Regions from separate parts of the Pan troglodytes genome. Here region 2 is linked to region 1. Evidence: chromatin contacts called from public HiChIP or PLAC-seq data. All regions are on one chromosome and are shown on one strand. The core of a region is the stretch at or near the end of the contact, and the rest is flanking DNA. Distances in the headings are between cores, read along the strand shown.

Region 1 (5,956 bases), core at 282-2,781:
CAGTCCAGAGGACCTCCCAGCAAAAAAGATCAGGGTCTCAAATGTCAATTGCCACTCTCTAGAGCTTCTGCTAACCCAATTCTGGAGAGGAGCTCTGAGGGGAGGAGCACAGGGCACACCTTGACACAGCCACTGACAAGTGGAGACTTCATACTCCCCACCCACCCCCAACTTGGCCTTTCTGACAGCTAAACCCTCCTGCCACCATCACTATTTCTCTTAAAGGGCGACCGCTCGTTAACATATACAACTGCTCTGGGGTGCAAGTTGGAGACAACAACTACTTGACTATGCAACAGACAACTGCCTTGCCCACATGGGGCCTGGCACCTTCGGGCAAGGGGAGGGGCTTGCAGCACCCCCCACCAGTAGGTTCGCAAGAAGGCCCTAAAGATCCTGAAGCCTGGAGCAGGCCACAGGGTTGGTATAATCATAGTGGGAAATAAAGCACTTTCCAAGCTTGCCTCCAAGAGTTACGAGTTAAGGAAGAGTGCCACTCCTTGAGGCCCCTGACTTCCTTCTAGGGCAGTCTGGCCTGCCCACAAACTGACTTTGTGACCTGTCCCCCAGGAGTCAATAAACATGATGGAATGCTAGTCAGTCTGAGCTCAGCCAGGGGCAGGGAGGGACTGGGATGGGGGTGGGAGCTGCCAGTGAGGGATAGGGAGGCACCACAGCTCTGCTATGGCAGGAAGCGGGGATGCTGGGGGCTGGGAGTGGGCAATGGCCTGGCACACAAGGTCAGGGCACAGCTGGCTACAACAGGAAGGAATCCTAGAGGCCTGGTTCCCCAGACCACTCTCTAATCTCAGGGCAGTGCTTCCTCTAAAGCCTAGGATGGCAACCCCACCCTAACCCTAAAACTCTGGGGATAGAGGCTGTGGTTCCTTTTCTTCTGGGCTCTCAAGACTCACTTGCAGGGCTCTGGGGAGGGATGAGTTGATGTGAAAGATCACAGACCTGGCCCCGCACGGTGCCCCCAGGCTCTTAGAGATCATGACGCCACATACCTGCCTCCACCACACACTCAGGTTGCTTCCTAGACATTGCTTCCCTTTTGATTCCCAGTTGCTGTTCGAGAGTGGAAAGCTATGACTCCTAAAGCTATACACAGGCGCAACCCCTCCCACGGAGCATGAACAGTTCAAACCCGGTGGTAGTGGTTGCCAGCCAAGCAGAGACGTCAGGAGAATGAGCGCCCCCAACTCTGACCTAGATCCCCACCAGGACCCACATTCTTCCCTACATTCTCGCCAGGCTTCAGCCCCCCGCCCTCGGTCTCCCCACTACCAAACGTTCACCTCCATTTGGACACATCCCATTGGGTCCACCCCAGCCCACCCCTTCGCATCTCTCCCAGGGTCCACATTGCCCTTCCCTGAAGGGGCTGAAGCGGGGAGGCGATGGTGTTAGGAGAGACAAAACCAAGTGCGGGAGGAGACCAGGGGAGTCCGGCTTTGGCACAGGAAGGGGCCGGGCTGTCCCGTCGGGGAAGTGGGAGGGGGCCGCGGCGCCGGGAGGGAAGCGCCTGTCGCCCGGGACTCTGAGCCGGAGCGCAGCGGCGAGCGTGACTCCGCCATCAGGTCCCCGGCTCCCTCCCCGGACCTAGCCCACTCCGCTGCGCCAGCGCCGCGGGCAGTGAGTTCGGGGATCAGGGGAACCCGGGGCTCCCTCGCACCAACCCCAAATCCTGCCCTCCTGGCGATGAGGCTTTTCTAGGGCACCTCTACAATCCGGGTATGAGGGAGGAGGAGGAAAGGACTGAGGGATCCCCTCATCGCCAGCTGGGAGCGGGCTGGGAGGCCGCAGGGAGGGCCTGAAAAAGGAGACGGGATTGCCACGAGGTTGGGGGCGCGGGGTGGTAGCGGCTTGGAGCGGGTGAGAAAAGCTCAGGTGGGGCCCGCCGGGCCGAAGGAGGTAACCCGGCGCCCGGCCCTAGCCAGCCCCGGGGCTCGGGGCTGGGGAGATCATGGCCCGCCTCTTCAGCCCCCGGCCGCCCCCCAGCGAAGACCTCTTCTACGAGACCTACTACAGCCTGAGCCAGCAGTACCCGCTGCTGCTGCTGCTGCTGGGGATCGTGCTCTGTGCGCTCGCGGCGCTGCTCGCCGTGGCCTGGGCCAGCGGCAGGGTGAGCCGGGCCTCTGCTGCGGGAGGGTCTCTACCTGGGGAGCATTTTCGGGGTTGGGGTTTGTGGGGTCTTCTTTTCGATGTGTTTTCGTTGCTGGGAGCAGAGAAAGAAAGGACCATTGAGCCTGGCTAGGAACTGCAGTGACCCTGGGCAAGTCACTCTACCCTTCTGGGTCTGCTCAGGGAAAAAGCTGAGTCCTGGATGCTTCTCATTTCGGTCCGGGTTCTGACAGACTTTATGAACATCCGTGGTCTACGGGTTCTACAATAAATCCATCACCGGATTTTCCAGTTTTCCAAAGGGGAAATTCTAGGAGGCCCCTGGGGAATTCATTTCCTGCCTTTCTCTCCCTCTTAGGGGATGTAGGGCAGTTGTACCCACAGACTCCCAGAAGGCACCCTCCACCGGGCTCTCACTGAGTCCCAAAGTAAACCCAGGTCCAGTTTCTGTTTGGGGAGGAAGAAGGTCTTCAATCCAATTCTAGAAATGGCCTGCCCCGGGTTTTCTTTTCACTGCTTGGAGGCAAGGTGGGAAAATCACCGGGCGCGGCCAATCCTTGCTGGTCCACGCCTAAATCCGGGAAGAGGTGGGGACAAAATGCTGGGACGGCTGTGCAGCTTCTGCTTGGAGTTGAGGCAGGTGGCGAGATCGCAGCCCTGGTGGCCAGGGAGGTGCGGGACGCCTCGGGTCCTGGCGCCCCCTGCTGCTCGAGCGCTGCCTCGCGCCGCCCTTCAAGCTGCCGGCCGCGGTCCCCGGCTCCGGGAATCTCCCGAGCAAATTGGCCAGATTTGGAGACATTCATTCCGAAGTGCCTCCTTGTGAGCTTGGATCTATCTTTCACTTGCTTCATGAGGCTTTGGTTCCCGTTTGACAGATAAGAAAACTGAGGCTCAGAAACAAATAGGGGATGGGAGCCAGATCTTCTGGGTAGCTGTCCCAGCAAGATAATAGGTTGGACAACAGGAGGCTGGGCGCTGTGGCTCACGCCTGTAATCCCAGCACTTTGGGAGGCCGAGGCGGGAGATCGTTTGAGCCCAGGAGCTCGAGACCAGCCTGGGCAACTTGGCGAGACCCTGTCTTCTACTAAAAATACAAAAAAAAAAAAAAAAATTAGCTGGGCGTGGTGGCGGGAGCCTGTAATCCCAGCTACTCGGGAGGCTGAGGCATGAGAATCACTTGAACCCGGGAGGCAGAGGTTGCAGTAAGCCGAGATCGCGCCACTGAACTCCAGCCTGGGCGACAGAGCAAGACTCTGTCTCAAAAAACCAACCAACCAACCAACAAAAACCATACGAGATTGCTGAGTCTAGATAAAAGCAGTAGGACACAAGCAATTTCAAATGGTTCAACCTAAAGTGAATGGCAAGCGGAGGTGCCTTGCCTCCTTTTCGTACTTAGGCTTGAGGCACCTTTCAGAACTGGGCTGAGGGGCTGGGCTGCCGGCTTTTCCTTTATCAGGTTCGTTCCTTCTCCCTGTCACAATCTTGCCTCACACACCCCTGCCCACAGGAGCTGACCTCAGACCCGAGCTTCCTGACCACTGTGCTGTGCGCGCTGGGCGGCTTCTCGCTGCTGCTGGGCCTCGCTTCCCGGGAGCAGCGACTGCAGCGCTGGACGCGTCCCCTGTCCGGCTTGGTATGGGTCGCGCTGCTAGCGCTAGGCCACGCCTTCCTGTTCACCGGGGGCGTGGTGAGCGCCTGGGACCAGGTGAGAGGGGCGGCAGGCGGGGCAGCGGGGACGGCCCGGGCTTCGATCCCTCACCAGGCCTTGAATAGCCCCACTTGGGCCTTCGGCTTCCCGCGCCCCGCCCCCAGGTGTCCTATTTTCTCTTCGTCATCTTCACGGCGTATGCCATGCTGCCCTTGGGCATGCGGGACGCCGCCGTCGCGGGCCTCGCCTCCTCACTCTCGCATCTGCTGGTCCTCGGGCTGTATCTTGGGCCACAGCCGGACTCACGGCCTGCACTGCTGCCGCAGGTGAGCACGCAAGTAGCACAGGCTGCGCTCAGGACGGCTCTGCCACGTGCTAGTAGGCTCCTTTTGTGGGGGTTGTTGAGCTGTGACTCCAAGGCAAGGTGCAACGCTGGGCGCAGGATACCCAACCGTGCTTTCGCAGAGCTGGTACAACAGTGTGATGCAGTGCCTGCTGTTACCAGAAGAGGGATCCAGGCCACACGGAAGGGAGTCGTGTCGTGGTTTACCCCGGGGACAACAGATGTGGTTAATGAAACCTTGACAGAGAATGAAAAAAAACGTTTTGTGCGATGGGAGTGGGTAGCGACAGTGGAGTGGTATTCCAAGCACAAGAAACCTACCTGCAAAGGTTTCCAGAACTAAGAGGTCGTGTTGGTGAAGCAGCCGAGAGTCTGGAGCAGGGAGCATCTGGGAAGGGAAACGCCCCTAGGGATGCCACAGTGTGGCACCACTTGTCCCACAATAGTTAGGTCCCTCACTGTAAAGCCCAGTCTTCCCCAGCCAGTCTTTGAGACCAACTCCAACTACACACGACAAGCACCCGGGTCCCGCGCCCTCTGAGGCTGGCCTTCACCCACAGTTGGCAGCAAACGCAGTGCTGTTCCTGTGCGGGAACGTGGCAGGAGTGTACCACAAGGCGCTGATGGAGCGCGCCCTGCGGGCCACGTTCCGGGAGGCACTCAGCTCCCTGCACTCACGCCGGCGGCTGGACACCGAGAAGAAACACCAGGTCAGCCGGGCCTGGGAAGGTCAGACCAGCGCTCCGAGGGAGGAGTTGCTTAGATTACATAACGGGGCTCCTCCACAAGTTGAGTGACTCTGGGCAGGTTTCTTGACCTGTTTCCTCTTTTGTATAAAATGCGGGTATTGCCCATCTTAGAAGGTTGTGAGGCTCAAACAAACCAAAGCTTATAAAAAGCACTTTAGAGCATTATGATATTAAGTGAACTCCCATTCAGGTGTTGATACTGGGAGTTTAGTCACTAAAGGTGATCAGTGCAGGATGGAGTGCTGGGGCCCTGCTGTGTGCAGCGGGAGGACCTGGGGGAGCACCCTGGGGAGCATCTAGGATGGGCAGTGTGGGCTCCTGAGTGATTTGGGGGACAGGGCCTCCTGGCTTTAGGGTGCAGAAGAGTTGGTGTTCATAGTGACCTCTTCCAGGAACACCTTCTCTTGTCCATCCTTCCTGCCTACCTGGCCCGAGAGATGAAGGCAGAGATCATGGCACGGCTGCAGGCAGGACAGGGGTCACGGCCAGAGAGCACTAACAATTTCCACAGCCTCTATGTCAAGAGGCACCAGGGAGTCAGGTATGAGGAAGAATGGCTGGAGGGGAGGGGCCTGTGGGCTAAGACCCTGGCCCTGCTGACACAGTCTGCCCTATGCAGCGTGCTGTATGCTGACATCGTGGGCTTCACACGGCTGGCCAGCGAGTGTTCCCCTAAGGAGCTGGTGCTCATGCTCAATGAGCTCTTTGGCAAGTTCGACCAGATTGCCAAGGTCAGAGAAGACTTCCCTCCCCACCCAGGGACCCTCAAACATCCCATCCTGGGTAGCCCCTTCCAAGGGAAACTCCCACCTTATAAGATCCCAGGCCCACTTCAGTGCATGCAGGCCCCCAGATATTCCAATGGAAGGAGGAAACCCTCTCAAACATTCCCAGTCATGAAGCTGCTCACCACACACCTCAAACCTACAGAGATCCCTCAATATCGCCACAGATGTCCCAAGTACAATGCCCCAAACATGCTCAGAGCCCCAACATATGTGTCTCTGGACACTACAACCAAATCTATAGAGACGTTCTGATATTCTAACCTTAGGAGGCCCTTCCAAGAGAAATTTCTGCCCTATG
Region 2 (6,063 bases), core at 325-2,824, 63 kb before region 1:
TATAGGTATAAACCCATCTGCAGTAGGTGTGCATGGTGAAGGGGAAGGTGGTCTGGGGCAGAGGGAGGCTGTGGCATTCCTGTGGCATTCCTACAAAGAAGAAGTAAGATAAAGGAATCTAAGGGAAGAGGTAAACCTTGGGGGACAGTGGAATCTGACAGGCCCAAGGGGAGGAAAAGCTTGTGAGAGAAGCCAGGGAGATTGCAAGAGAGGCGCACTGTGATCTGGCCTGTCCAAGGTCCAGCCCCACATAGCAAGCCCTTTCATCTGAAAACCCATAGCCCTCCTCCCAGACTCCCACCCATCTCCAAGGGCTGGGAATCTGGGAAGAGGGCTGCACCCCACTCTGAACCCCTGCAAGAAGCTGAGTGGCATCAAGAGTGTGGGGCAGGGAGCCCAGAGCCCTGGGTTCTGGTCCAACCCCCACCACCTCACCTACCTGCCTCTGAGCACTCAGCCAGGCCCCTTACCCTCTCTGGCCACCAGTACCTCATCTGTAAAATGCCAGTATCACTCTAGAAGCATCTCTAAAGGCCCCTCCAGTCCTAGTACTCAGAGGCTCCAAGGGGCAGCCCAGGATTTAAGGAGACTTAAAAGGAGACAGAAGGACCTGGGCCTTTCAGTCTTGGTGGAGAACAAAGAGGTGTGTTGCAGAGGCCACAGAAATACAGCGCCTTGAGTTGCTCCCCAGATGGAAAAGTGGGACTGCTGATGCTGGGGCCCTGGCCAGGGAAGTCTCATGGGGGACACACACCGAGGAGGTGCTCTCAGTGCACTTGAGGGACAGAGGTGACACGTAGGGAAGGGGTGGGGCAGGAAAGGAAGGAACCAGAGGGAAGAAGCGGGCATGGAAGGAGCGCAGGCTGATCTGGCGAGGCAGGAGGATGGCCCACTACCTGCCTGCCACACTGCCAAATCCAGGCGGGGGCAGGGTGGGTGGTGCCTCTGCGGACCACCATCTCCCCAGGGGAAGGGGAGAGAGTGATCTGGCTGGAAGAGATGGGTGGGGGTGGGGAGAAGCTGTTTACCTTGGCTTTGCCCATGTTCTCTCGGGGCCCCTCGAGCTGTAGCCAGAAGTAGGGGGTGTCCGGGCGGCTCTGGAAGGCGTTCAGCTTGACCCTAAAGATGCGCTGCACTTGCAGACGCTGCCGCTGCACCCGAGGCTTCGATTTTGTCTGCACCATGAACCATTCCTGCGCCGGAGGATCGCCCCCAGACAGGAGCATGGCTGCCCCGCCCGCTCCTGGAACGAAGAAGACGATAGTGTCACCCGGGTCTCGGTGCGGCAGGCGCCCCAGCCCCCAGCCCCAGGCGCCTAAGCCACGCCCCCTCCTCCCCGCGGCGCGCCCCCCGCACGGCCTCCTTCCTCCAGGCGGCGGGACCCACCCGGCACGGCTCGGGCGCCCGCCCTCTGGAGCTTGGTCCCCTTCGACCGCTGCTACCGCGACGAGCTCTTCCTGCCCGGGGTTGTAGCTAGGGGTGGGACCGGTCGGGCTCCTGCCGCCCTTCCCTCCGCCCCCAGCCTTCCCCCTCCAGCACTCCGCCAGCCCCTCCTGGATCAACTCTGTCTCCGTCTGCTGGATAGCTTAAAGGGGCGCGGAGAAGAGGGAGGGGGAGCCGGGGCGGGGAGGAGGGGGCGGGGAGGGTCCCGGAGGCCTCTGCCTTCCACCCAAGTTTTGGGCCCAGAGCCAGAATCCAGGGGTCAAAGTTAGTTTCCTTCCACGTTCCCCTCTTGCTAGTGGAAGGACGGGGAAGAGGAAGGAGGGGAGGATTGGTTTCCGGCACCCTTTTTTGAGATTTGGAACAAGGATCTCTCCCCTTTACCCCCACCTCCCCCCTACCCCCAACCGCCTCTCCCAGGCGTCCCAAGAGAACGGGGACCTCGGCCACTCCTTCCCTGGGAGGAAAGGGTTAAGGTAGAGTAGGGTGGGGAGCCCAGGGAGGCCGGGGCCTAAGGAAACTCTGGGCTGGAGACCAAGCAGGAAGGAAAGGGTAACAGCACTGACTCCCCACCCCCCACTGAAGTCTAGGGACAGCCTGGAGCTGGCGGGCAGCCCAGACCCTCCTGAAGCCCCCCAGGGCTGGAGGGGCGGGAGAGCTGCCAGAGTTTTCAGACTTGAGTTGTTTATGAAAGCCCTTTTTAGCACGTTTGAGTTATGCTGTGAGGGGAAGGAGATAGAGGGTCCGGGCAGTAATGTAACCTCCGAGGTCTCCTGCAACCCCTGACCAGTCAGCCAATTGGCATCAGTGGTCTGGGACTAACCCTGGGCTAGGGGACCACCTTCAACACCCAGGCTCTGCTCACATCCCCAGCACAAAGAACACCTTATACAGCCTTGGGCCTGAATAGAACCTGGCCCTGTGGAGGGCAGGGCCTATGTCTCGGCCTCAATGATCTTATTTTCCAGACTAAAACGAAGAGCCACAGTCTGATAGACACAAGTATACCTATGAGGTCAAAAGGCATCAGACTTTAAATTAGGCCTGCCCTGGAACATCTGGTCTGCAGGGTCGTCATGTGTTTGTGTGCAGGCAAGGGACCAGGAGCACCCCACTGCAAGGAAGGGGCCCAATTGGGGGCAGGGAGGGGCTCACGCTATTCCTGGTCTGGACTGGACTCAGCCCACCACACCCTACTTCATCCTACACACCTGATTCTTCTCCCTAGATTGGAATCCAGAAAAGGAAAAAATGATCTGTGTTACTTCTGGCTCCAAAGCCTTCTGCTCCACCCTGCCTGGTCCTCCTGTCCTGCCCCTCTCTAGTACCTTGAAGCAGAAGGCCTTTGGGCTGAATCTCCATCTCAGGCCTTCTTTCCACCTCTGACTGCTCTCCTTTTAGCAAAAGAGTCTCCTGCCTTATTGTGCTTCAGTTTCTCTTACAAAATAAGGTGAGAGCCACATAACCCTGCTCCCCACTCCTTCCCTGAATGAATACTTAACTCTTACTGCCCTCCTCTATCAGACCATGAACCCCAAGCATGGTGATCATCTTCATGGAGAACTCCTGGGTTTAATTCTATGTTCAAAGAGGCCATGTTGAGGGTCAGAAGAGGTCAATCTTAGGAATCAAGTTATGTATAAATGGATAAAAGCAGACAATTTATTTAAACTGTTGTGTCCCTATTTCTTTAGCTCATGAAAATTGGGATAATAATACACACAGCGGAGGGTAGAAATCAGACTACATGTAAAGCGCCAGGTACAGTGCTTAGCACAGAGTAGATACCCAATGTATGTTAATTCCCCATTTCAAGAGCTTGTCTCTTCTCCCCCACCTCAGTTCTGGCCAATGTGTCACCACACCTTCCTAGAAATCCTCTCCTCACCCTTCCTACTAACCCATTCCCCAGCTCCTGCCTCTCCCGGAGGTAGAGATTTTGTTAGCTAGCCTGGTTTTAATCCCAGCTATGCTCAGTTCTGGATGAGTTACATGAGTTAATGTGGACTCAGGCAGGTCCCTAAGTCCCTTGAACTCCATGGGCTTCCTCATCTAAATTCATTCATAGGACCAAATTCATTCGCTTATTCAACAAATTTAACACGTATTCACTGAGTGTCTACTATGAGCCATGCCCTAAGAGTATGGCATTGAGTAAGATGGAGATCTCCCTGCCCCCATGGAATACAGGAGGAAGAAGAAAGAAAGAGTATGATTTCAGAGAAGGGGAACTACTCTCCTGGAAATAAGACAAGGTACCGTGATGGAGAATGACTCCATGGGGCCTCTCTGCTGATGGGGATATTTCAACTAGAGGGAGAGCAAGAATATGGGCACTGAGATGGCAACCAAGCTAAGCTCTTAGCAGTTCTTGATCCAAGGCTCTCCCTATCTCAAATACATTCAGTGATTCCTTGCCTACAATATTAGGTTAAAACTGGTTTGATGTGTTGGAGGCCTTCTGCAACCTGGCCCTCATTTACTTTCCTAACCTTGTATAAAAGGATCCCAGCTCAAGTGTAAGTAGAATTCGATATGTCTAGGCATGTCTGGCAACAGGGGAGCACACCCTGTCACGAGTCTGTTTGCATGAGGAATGAGAAACCTCCAAGAAGAAAGCTCATCTTGATTAAAGGAAGGGCCTGCCCTGTGAGCTTGACAGAGTAATAGATCCTTATCCCTCCAAGGCTCCAGAGAGAGAGGCAGTTCTGGCACTCAAGTACCTGGCCCAGATCCACACCTATCCAAGTTCCAGAGATGGGGCAGGGAGCCCTGGAACCCAGGCAGCCCTGCTTGGGATCTTTGTGTAGGAGTAACCCAGAGAGGAGACAGGCTTCTTCCCGACTTTGCCATAGTCCCTGAGCAACTTGCATTCCTTCAGAGCCACAAAGCAGAAGTGCCCTCCCAGAGGCATTTGGAATGGTCAGGACTTAAGGTGGCTCCAAATGAGCACTGAGGGCTAGAGTCAAGGAAACCAGAGTTACTCTCTCTGTGTCACACAATGTGGTCCCCAGAGTGGTCAGGATCTCAGCAGGAAACACGGTACTCGCAAAAGTGATGACTGAAGGAAATTTAAAGAATGGCTCTTTTATGGGGATTTGAGTGGGGTTATGGAAAACCCGTAAGAGACTGGTGCAGTTCTTGAGGGCTAAAACCGGTAAGAGACTGGTGCAGTTCTTGAGGGCTAGGTATCAGCAGGAAGCTGTTACCACCAGTAGGCCTGAAAGGGAAAAGGCAGAAGTGGTTACTGCCACCAACCACTGGGCAAGAGCTGGAGCCATAGGCCACAAGACAGAAGCTATGGGCCTGGGTAAAGATCACAGCCACCAGCAGGCTGCCACCCAGCAGGGAGGGAGCCACCTTCCTGTGGCTTGCGAATGCCCAGCACTGGACAAACCCAACCAGAAGCCAAATGGCAAGGCTGTGGAAGGCTAAGCCATCCCTTGAGGTCAACCTCCTGAACACAGGGCAGGATAGAGAAGAGTGAAGGGTACACAGAGAATATTCAGCACACTCTATCTCTTAACACCTACAGGCTGGGGAGGCTTAAGGAAACTAAGTTATACTAATTTTCCCCTACTCTTCCCCTCATAAACACCCTGTCTTAGGAACAGAAATGAATAATCCTGTGCTCCCATTCAGAACACAGGACTCAAGAGTCAAAGACTTGGGTTCAAATCCCAGCTCTGCAACTGTACCGGTTTCCTAGGCTGCTGTCATAAATTACCACAAACTGAGTGGCTTAAAATAAGAGAAATTTATTCTCGCCCAGTTCTGGAGGATAGAGGTCCCAAAATGTTAAAGGTAATGTGAACAACTGGTGCATAAATAAACTGTTCTTTGGAACAGACTAAAAATCTAGAAAATAAGACCAACTATATACTGAAATTTAGTATATGGCCAAGATCGTTTTTGTCTTTGTTTTTTGCCAGGAGGTATTCTCCTCTAATCAAGTTAGTTTTTTAATCAGTGGAGATAAGATGTATTTTTAATAAATGATCTTGGGACAATAAGGTAGCCTTCTGAGATAAAATAAAATATTCATACCTAACACCACACAGAAAAACAAATTTCTGAAAGATCAAACACTTAAATAATAAAAATGAAATCATAAAAGTACTACAACAAACCATGGAAGAATTTTTATATTATTACATTTGGGAGAGGCAGGCCTTTCTAAGAATGATACCCATATCAGAAGTCATTTTAAAACTGTTTAATACTTTTAGTTACATAAATATAGAATTATTTCCCATGGAAACATAAACACCGTAAACAGAGTCAACAGACACATGAAAAGCTAGGAGAATATATTTGCCAATTATACCATAGATCAAGGGCTAATTTCCTAAGTATTTAAACAACTCTTACAAATAAAGAAGAAAAAGATTAACCCATAGAAAAATGGACAAAGTATAAAAACAGTCCACAAAAGGGGACCTCTGTATGGTTCTTAAAATATAAAAGCATGTGCCACTGCACTTTTAATAAGAGAAATGCAGATTAAAACTACAGCAAAGTACTATTTTTTTAACCTACAGAGGTAAAAAAAAAAAAAAAAAATTGCTGCAAGAATCAGCAACGTTTGCTAACACACAGTCTTGCCCACTCTCACACCCTGCT

Evidence for each region. HiChIP or PLAC-seq counts read pairs in DNA pulled down with a chosen protein or histone mark.
Region 2: a contact with region 1 is called in an H3K4me3 HiChIP or PLAC-seq map of stem cell-derived excitatory neurons, with 5 times the contacts expected there. The contact joins the promoter of NYNRIN here to the promoter of ADCY4 in region 1. A contact is called at or near these places in 1 of 7 Hi-C or Micro-C datasets (a lymphoblastoid cell line) and 1 of 1 datasets of contacts at active chromatin or transcription factors (stem cell-derived excitatory neurons).

Annotation. Positions count from the first base shown.
Region 1 is chr15:22,626,605-22,632,560 of NHGRI_mPanTro3-v2.0_pri, reverse strand. It overlaps ADCY4 (adenylate cyclase 4), which reads left to right and starts at 1,531. Exons shown (of 26, transcript XM_063793240.1): 1 at 1,531-1,737; 2 at 1,940-2,128; 3 at 3,638-3,835; 4 at 3,943-4,104; 5 at 4,682-4,831; 6 at 5,263-5,411; 7 at 5,490-5,601. The coding sequence starts at 1,970. RIPK3 (receptor interacting serine/threonine kinase 3) reads left to right here. Exons shown (of 11, transcript XM_063793265.1): 10 at 226-420; 11 at 1,069-1,251. The coding sequence ends at 1,139.
Region 2 is chr15:22,689,888-22,695,950 of NHGRI_mPanTro3-v2.0_pri, reverse strand. NYNRIN (NYN domain and retroviral integrase containing) reads right to left here and starts at 1,574. Exons shown (of 9, transcript XM_016925935.4): 1 at 1,387-1,574; 2 at 1,029-1,243. The coding sequence starts at 1,226.